2 separate regions of the Cricetulus griseus genome follow, and region 1 is linked to region 2. The links are chromatin contacts, called in public Hi-C maps. All regions are on one chromosome and are shown on one strand. Each heading gives the region's core, a stretch centred on a gene start, on an enhancer-like site or on the middle of the called end of the contact. The rest is flanking DNA. Distances are from core to core; before and after follow the strand shown.

Evidence for each region. A called contact is a pair of places that touch in the nucleus more often than the background predicts.
Region 1: a contact with region 2 is called in a Hi-C map of liver, with 2.2 times the contacts expected there. The contact joins the promoter of Znf24 here to the promoter of Galnt1 in region 2. A contact is called at or near these places in 4 of 8 Hi-C or Micro-C datasets (the CHK-Q cell line, the CHO-K1 cell line, fibroblasts and 1 more).

What each region holds. Positions count from the first base shown.
Region 1 is chr2:213,152,223-213,156,899 of CriGri-PICRH-1.0, reverse strand. It overlaps Znf24 (zinc finger protein 24), which reads right to left and starts at 2,654. Exons shown (of 4, transcript XM_027400569.2): 1 at 2,525-2,654.
Region 2 is chr2:212,982,796-212,987,268 of CriGri-PICRH-1.0, reverse strand. Galnt1 (polypeptide N-acetylgalactosaminyltransferase 1) reads left to right here and starts at 2,239. Exons shown (of 14, transcript XM_035440246.1): 1 at 2,239-2,371.

The DNA.
Region 1 (4,677 bases), core at 1,405-3,904, 170 kb before region 2:
GTCTGATAACCAGCATGTACATAGGAGAGAACTTTACTTCTGCAAGGTGTTCTCTGGTCTCCACAAGTGTGGCATTGCACGTGCATGCCTACACACATACACAAAATGTAAAAATATTTTTAAAAATTGTAATGGTTTATTTTATGTGCATTGGTTTTTGCCTATAAGGGTGTCTGTGTGAGGGTGCTGGTACCCCTGGAACAAAGTTACAGACATTGGGAATGGCCATATGGGTGTTGAGAATTGAACTTGGGTCCTCTTGAAAAGCAGCCAGTGCTCTTAACTACTGAGCCATCTCTCCAGCCCCATAATATTTTTTAAATTTGTTGTTTATAAATCATTAAATTTAATCATGGTTCAGGCTATAAAGGTATCACTGATAGGGTTCAACAATTTCTGCTAAGATCTAAAACAACTTAGGATTTATTTACAACCTGGCCCTTTCCAGCGAAAGACTGTCAGTCTGTGACATATAGTAACAAAAGGCAATTAAATAGCCTAAAGAACCCATGTAAGAATCAACCTATCGAAGTGCTCTCCAAATGTTCTGAACCCTTGGGTTCTGCAAGTAAGAATGCTCGCTGTCCTTGCAGAGGACCCAGGTTTTATTCCCAGCACTACAAACACTCTTCTGACCTCCTTAGGCACCAGGAAGACACGTGGTATACACATACATAAAATAAGAAACTAAATATTCAGAACTGTGGGACTCAAAACTTTGACATTTATTTTGTGTTTATACATCTCCGCACAGGTGTGGGAGTCAGAGGACAAGATGCAGAAACTTGTTCCCTCCTCCTGCTTTGTGGAATCTGGGATCCAATACAGGTTGTCAGGCTTGGAGCAAGCCCCCTACCTAATGAGCTACCTAGCCCGCCCAACTTTTCATTTTGTTTTTGCAAGTCTGGAGTAGGAACCAGGTAAACTGCCTCCCCACCCCTGGGGTTAGAGACTGTATTCAAGGCCAATGCACACTCACGGGCATACACACACACACACACACACACACACACACACACACACACACACACACCACGCACGCACGCACGCACGCACGCGTGCGCGCACTGCTTTGAAGTTAAAAAAACAAAACTGAGGTGTTTAGGAACTTCCTAAACAAAATAAATGTGAAAAATGTTCACTAGTAGCTGGGTATGGTGTCCTAAACCTGTAATCCCAGTACCTAGGTAGAATAAGACTATCCTCATCTACATAGCAAAAACAACTGGGCTGTTAGATCTTGTCACAGATTCACTTTGACACAGTTCACATAACGCTGGAGAAGAAACTATTGCACATAACATGCAAATGTTATTTAGGCATCCACCACCATACATGCATTTAAACTTACTGTGACAGTTAATCAACTGCAGCAAATTCTATTAGGAAAAAGCACTCACAACTTCTCATAATGGCCCAGAGTCTTTTTCCTTAAGTAGCTTCCCCTAGCTTTTCCTTTGGGGAAATCTGTGAGCTACTTTCTGATCCTTTTAGTATTTGCAAAATCATACTGGTGCCATGGTTCACAGCACATTAAGAATAATAAGCTTAGCTAGGCGGTGATGGCACATGCCTTTAACCCCAGCACTTGGAAGGCAAAAGGCAAGCGGATCTCTGAGTTCGAAGCCAGCCTGGTCTACAGAGCCAGTACCAGGGCAGACAGGACTACACAGAGAAACCCTGTCTGGAAAAACAAAACAAAACAAATGAACGGAACAATACGCTTTACAGCTACTGTTTATTTATCAGAGCCAAGAATATTAAAAACACACACACACACAAAACACAGAAACTTAAGAAAATCTTATTGAAACCTGTCAAGAGGAAGACAATCAAAAAATACTGTATCAAACAGACAGACCATATAGATCCATAAATATTCTTGAGTGGGATGATGGCCTGCTAGCAAAATCCAGGTTATTTATTCCTATTCCTGGACCAGACCCTATCAACGGCTCAAGCATTTCTACGTAATAGAAATTGCTTTTTCTTCTATTTTGTACTGCACCAGGCTCATGAGACGAGGAGAAACGCCGTCAAGCACTTGGCGGGATCCTGGTCTTCAACGACCTCCCGCCTCACAGCGCCGAGCCCAGCCAGCCCCAGTAATCCCCGCTGATGTCCTCTTCCCAGCATCCACCGCGAAGGGCCGCAGAGGCCCCAGAACACCCGTCTCCACACAGGACGGGCACTTCCGCCCTAGACCGGCGGGACTACAAATCCCAGAAGGCCGTGCGCGAGAACCACGGATCCCACCTCGGTTTAAGCGACTCCCAGAACGCTCCGCGAGCGGACAGAGCCTCGAAATAGAACAAAACCGGTCGGTGGGGGAGGGGAGGACATATCGGCGAGGACGCGGGCGCGAGAGGCTCGGCGGACTCCCGAAGCGCGGCAGGCCGCCGTCGCCGCCCTTCCGCCGCGGCCTTCTCCGCGCACGCCCGAGACGCCGAACGACGCCGGGCCCTCGGCCGCCGCGCCCCGACCCGCGCCCCCTCCTCGAACCCTGCCCCCGCACGCCGCTGACCTCCGTCTCGGGACCCACCGCAGCCTCGCCGTCCCGGGCAGACGCTGCACCGTCGCTTACAGCCTCTTCCCACAAGCCCCCGGCGCGCACGGCTTCCGGTCCGCAGGACGGGGGGCGGGGGTGGGGGGCAGGCGAAGCCCCGAGTTGCCATGGGGACGCGCGGCAAGCGGGGGAGGTGCGGCTTGATGACAATGGCCGTATTGAAGCCGAGCTTGGCCTTGCGCCTCTGCCAGAGTGGGCGCTGAGCTCTGTTCCACTTCACAAAAAAGGAAAGGGGAGTTAGAGGAAGGTAGTTGGCAGTTTCACGAGTGTCCCGTGCTCCCCGTAGGAACCCTCTGGAGTAACTAACGAAAGTGAACATTTCTGAAAGCCTGTCACAGTCGTGCTAGGCACACACAGCCTCTGTGCTCTGCGTATAAATAATTCCCTTTACCCCCACATCCTATAGTGCAGGAACTTGTAGTCCCGCTTCAGGGCCGACATCTCATTATAAGTAGGAAGTCAGGTTTGCACTTAAACATGGCTCAGACTGTTGCCTCCCACTAGCTGTGTTAACAAAGATTATAACAAGTCATCAAACAAGATGAGGCTAGTTGAGAACTTTGGGAATTTGCACAATCTGAGCATACTGGGTATTTCATGTCAAAAAGCAGCTGCAGTCATAATCAGTCAGACCACCTCATTCCTCTAAAGTCCTCCGGTGCATTACAACTACCGGAACTATGACACTAAAAATTTGTTAAATTGTCCTGCAGTTCGTCTATGGTCTGTTGCCTGCTTTTTCCCTCTGGCTATGTCTCCAGCTTATTGTGGAGCCTCAGCCTCACTGACCAACCCTCTTTCAGGTGGTCTCCATATGCTTAGGGGCACTCTTAGAATTGTGCTTTGAAAGTCCAGTAAAGGTGGAGTCGTCTCTGTCCTCTCTGTCCTGGTTATGACAGTACCCCCACCTAGTTTCAGGATGCCAGCTGGCATATAGAAAACTCAATAAGTACAAAGTTTTCTTTGAATAAATGAATGAATTGTGGGCTGTCGACATTGCAGCCTTTGCTAGGTCACATGTCAAGTCTCAGAAATGGCACAAAAGAGCCCTGTTTTGGAAAGTTTTGTTGGAGCATAGGTCAAGCCTTGCAAAACATTGAAAAGGTCCTCAAGCTTTGCCTTATTGTCTCATTCAGGAAAGGGTCTCTGCAAGTGTCCAGAGCCTCTGTTGGGTCAGTGAATGAGCAGTAAACAAGCAGCTGACCAAACAGCAAGCCATTTCATTCCAGCCAGAGCTCACCTTCCCATAACCCCTGCTAACTCCTTTCTTCACTGGGAGGCTTTATCCAGCATTTCACTGTCCCATTTGGCCTCACCCAGGCTCCAGCTTGGCTACTCTCTTTTGTGACTCCTAAGAGCTCTTCACCCCTCCTCCGTCTTTCCTATGAGAAGTCCATCGGGCTCTTCCAGGATTTGTAGAAGGCATGTTGATGACTCCTTTAACTTTGCAATCATTTTGCCTGGCAATACCCCAGGGCTATAAGGCTTAATCCCAAGGGTGTGGGAATCTCCTTACAGATGCTCTGAAAATACACTAAAGATAGAAATGGAAACAAGACAACAAAATTCCCTCTTCCAACCAGACAACTAAAATCAGAAACTACTACTGAAGTACTGCCCTTGTCCTTAACATCAACCACTTTCAAAGATGCCCTCCTGAAGGAGCTAAGAGCCATTAACTCATGTATGTGAGTGATTTCCAGCTTCTGAAAAAGCCCTGCCCAGCGGTGATGACATGTTAATAGGAGACCAGCCAGGGCTGCAAAGAACCTGCCAGAGAACAGGGACAAGACTAAGAAAAGTGCTCTCCCTGGAGCAGGTTCAAAGAGACCAAAGAAATGGCCTCGTGGGAAAAAGACTTCTGGGTGGAGTTTTCAACTTCTGGTAACTATTAAAACTATTATTTATGGAGCATACAATCCAGGGCCTTGTACATAGAAGGCAAGGACTCTACCTCTAAGCTGTCCCCATCCCCAGCAATATTATTTTGATGCTAGATGAGCCATTTTTTAAAAACAATCACATACTCATCTTAATGTACTCTAATTTTTATAATCTTGCATTTATCATTTTGACCATCAATGTTTACTTAACTATAGTGTTGAATACTC
Region 2 (4,473 bases), core at 990-3,489:
GACAAATCTTGACACTAGTTCCTTCTTGCCCTGAAACATGCCACCTTTCTACCCTGTTTAGTGGATAAAGTCAAGACACATTTTTGAATGACTAGTAGTAGGTAGACACTGAGGTGACGAGGGGGTAAATGTACTTGGTTAGACCACCTGTGGAGGAAAGTGCATTTTATTACATCATACAATGCAAACAGTACACAGTTTTCTATTTGATTTGAGGTACTATTTTAATTGCAAAATATTTTCTAAATATACAAAAGATGTTATTTTAGGCTTCTTAGTGGAACACACTTTTTTTTTTTTTTTTCCCCCCCGAGACAGGGTTTCTCTGTGTAGCTTTGGGGCCTATCCTGGCACTCGCTCTGGAGACCAGGCTGGCCTCGAATTCAGAGATGCGCCTGCCTCTGCCTCCCGAGTGCTGGGATTAAAGGGTGCACCACCAACACCTGGATTTTTAAAACTTGTTTTATCGAGGCAATCTGACAATCAACATTCACTTGCCTCAAGTGCACATTAAGTTATTTTTTGGTTCATTATTTCTACAGTCATTATCTTATTCTGTTTAAGAAAATTTCTAACTTTGTGGTCAGTCCTCATATTTCTACCCCTGGCCTTAAGCAACCGCCAATCACTATCCAGTTTTTCTAGATATTTTATTTAGGTTGAATCATGTATGTGCTCTTCTGCATTAGTCCCTTTTACTAAGCTTATTACTATTATTTTGACACAGGGTCTCTCCTTTGGCCCACATTGATCTCAAACTAGCCATGTAACCTGGCTGGTCTAAACTCTTGCTCTTTCTGCTCTGTACATCCTAATGCTGGTATTACAGAAATGAACCATTAATTATGTCCTGTTTTGGTTTACTGATTTTGAAGTACCTAAGTGTAGGATGTTTTTAACGAGTACTTTGCTGCTTTGCATACATCTTGTTGATCCTTTCAGAAATTCTTAGACATCTGGATTGTTCTCTCTTGGCCATTATAAAAAATGACATGAATACTTATGAACAAGCTAGAAGAACCTCTTCAATTTTCTGAGGGAAATATCTGTAAGTGGGATTGTAGGGTCCTGTGTTAACTTTCTAAGAACCCAGGAAACTTTTCCAAAGTGACTACACTGTTTTATAGTTTCATAATACATGAAGGTTGTAATTTGTCTACCTCCTCACCAACAAACCATTCTTGTCTAGGTTTGTACTTTTTAATTGTAGCCATTGTAGTGGGTGTGAAGCGCTTTCCCATTGTGGTTTTAATTTGCATTTCCCCAAGTGACTAATGATTCTGAACATTATTTGTAATCATCTAAATATTTTCTTTGATAAAATGTATTCTTTAATCCACTTGTAACTGGATTATTAGCCTTCTTGAGTTCTCTAACAATCTGAATACGAATATTAGATAATACTAAATAAGATATATGGCATGCAAATATTTTCTCCCAAGTTTTCTTTCTCTTTTTTTTTTTTTGGATATATTTTTCTTTTAAAGACCACATTTTATTCAAAATATAGTTCCCCTGAGGACCATTAACAAGCTAATGACTGAATTGGTTTCAAAATATTACATTAGTACTTTTTGAAAATGCCACCTTTTAGGTCACGCAGGCACTGTTGCCCGGCCCATAATCCCAGTACTTGGGAGGTGGATTTGCTTTCCAACATAGCACTTGGAATATGTAGATAAGCAAAACAAGATAACTGTAGAGATAATTTTCAATGTCATTTTGTGACGAGTTGGAACCCTAACTCAAGGCTCAGCACAAAGTTCCACTCTGAGTCTATTGACATTAGAGATTCAAAAGATTAAAATGGGGCCAATAGCGACTATAAGAGATCTTATCGCGTGGTTCCTGCTCGTGGTTGGCAAGCAGTAAGATACAGGCTTCTCAATGAGCTATTGAGAAAAATGCAAAGGCGGGTAGTTGGTTGGTTGCACCTGGGTCATGACTGAGGCCCAGGGTTGTGTCTTACACAGTGCAGGGAGACCAGGCTTGATTCTGAAAATGAGTAGTGAGGTCTGCTTCACCAGGGAAACGGATGGAAGGCATCAGCAAGCTGCCCCTATTCTGCAGGGAAGGGGCGGGGGGGGGCGGTATTTTTTTTTTTTTCTGGTCCCCCGAGGTCCGGCGGCCTCTTCCGGCGGTGCGGGCCGGTGGCCTCCCCTCACCGCCCACCCTCGGTCGTGCATCCAGTCGCCGGTGCCGGGCTCGACCGAACCACTCATCCCGCCACAGGTGGCTCCGCATCAGGCGTGGCCTTCTGCGGAGCCCCGGGCCTGAACGCAGCGACGGCGCCTTCGATTTCTGCCGCCCGCTACCGGCCGGCCGGCTCCCCGAGGCTCGACTTGACGCCGCCGTCTTTGTCCGGACACAGGTGGGCAACCTCTCCTGCCCGAGGCCCCTCGTCCCGACACCCCGATTCCGCGCCTCGGGGCGGGCGGGACAGGAAGCGACGGCCCGCCGGAACCAACCGCGGCCGGGGCCAGGGGCGCAGCCGGCGGCGGCCGAGGGGCGCCTGCCACAGGGGAGGGGTCGAGCATCCGGTGAGCGCGGGCCCCCCCCCCGCCTCCCCGCGCAGCCGCACCGGCCTGCGAGGACTGCGCCCGGGGCGGGCGGGCGGGCGGGCGGCCGGCCTTGCGCGCGCGCCCGCGCTGACGGAGACGCCGGGCGAGCGCCGGCCGCGGCTGCATGAGGCTCGCGGGAACTAGCGCGCCGAGCCCGCGAGGCCCGGCGCCGAGGCTGGGGGGGGGGGCGCGGCGGAGGCGGAGCTCGTGCCGGGCCCGCCCGCCCGCGGGGGCGCCGCCGGCAGAGGCCGAGGAGGCGGCGCGGCGGACGGCGGCCCGAGAGGAGCGCCCGCGCTGCGGCCCGCGGGAGCGCGCCGCCACCGCCCGCGCCGGCCTGAGGAGCGCCCGCCGCCGCGCGGGCCGAGGTGAGTGAGGGAGTGCGCGGCAGGCCGGCCGGTGGCGCGGGAGCGGGGCGAGGCGGAGGCCCCGACGCGTCCTCGGCCCTTTGTGGTCTCGCGGCCGGGGCGCGGGGTCCGGCGGCGGGGACTCCCGGGCCGCCCGGCGCGCGGCGTCTCCCTCTGCCGGGCGGCCGCGCACAGCTGCGAGTTGGCGTCCTAGTTTGACATTGAGTTAGAAACCGTTTTTTCCTCAGAAGACGGAAGTTTGTTTTATTGACAGAGGTAGGGCTAAACATGGCTCCTGGCTTCGGCCGTGTGGGACTTGCTGCCGTGGTCCCGGGCGGACCCCTGCGGGTCCGGAGCGACGCGGGAGGACGCACAGGCCGGGGCCGAGGTCTGTGCCTGGGAAGTAGCGGGCTTCGGGCAGTGGGAATGAATGAACCAGAGGCCACTCACCCGCAGCACGGTGCCGTGAGAGACTGACCAGGAATCGGGATGACTTGCATCGTCACTGCCTCTTACCTAGTCAGCCTTGCCTAGAGGACCCCCTCCGACCCCCCCCCCCCACCAAATTTATGACCTTGGCCTTATTTCAAAGCCACTGAAACCAAACTCGCTTGGCATTTCTGGTACGTGCTGGCAAAAGGCAGTATAGTCTTTGTGATCTTGGATTATTGGAGGACAGCTAATGTCACCTAAACCTCACTTTGTGCTTAATAGCAAGTAGCATGTTTCTTTATGATCGTACCAAGAACTCTAGAAAGTAGGAGATCTTGCCCTCATTATTCATAGATGAAGACCAGGTCCCAAGAAGTTAAAGTTTTCAGGTCATAAGCCAAGCTGCAGAGTTGAGAGTCAGACCTAGACTTTGTGCTCTTTCCTTAGGATCGTACTTGGTGGTAACCATTGACCACATGTGGTTACTTAAATTCAGAAAGTTCAGCTCCTCACTCAGTAGGCACATTTCACGGATTAAAAAGCCAAGTGTGCTACAATTTATTTATCTGGTAAATACTTATTGAGCGCCGTGTGTGTTAAGTGTTAGTCTTGGGAATACTGTGGTGAATAAAAGACAAAGTGTACTTGCCTTTATGAAGCTTGCATTTTACAAGGTAGTTTGAAGATCTTTCCATGGTACCTCAGAGCCTTGATATTTCTTTCAAATGTGGTTCATGGACTAGAAATATCTTCATTACCTGGGGAGTCTGAAAGAACTATTTCAGACACCCATCCACATCGACTGAATTAGTATTTGCTTTTACAGGATTTCAGGTTGTGTGTGGTTTGAAACCTGAGACTCCATTACTCAAAAGTCAATGATAGCTGGTTTTAGAGAATGTTTCTTGTTTTGTTTGGTGCCATTTTATTATTTTTAAATGTGTATGGATATTTTGTCTGCACATATGTCTGTGCACCACGTTGGTACCAGAATTGGGGTTCAGATCCCTTGGAATTGGAGTTACAGACAGTAGTGAGCTGCCATGTGGGTGCTGGAAATTGAACCAGGATTGTCTGGAAGAGCAGTCAATGCTCTTCTCAGCTCCACTTGTTTTAAGCAGCAGACTGTACAACTT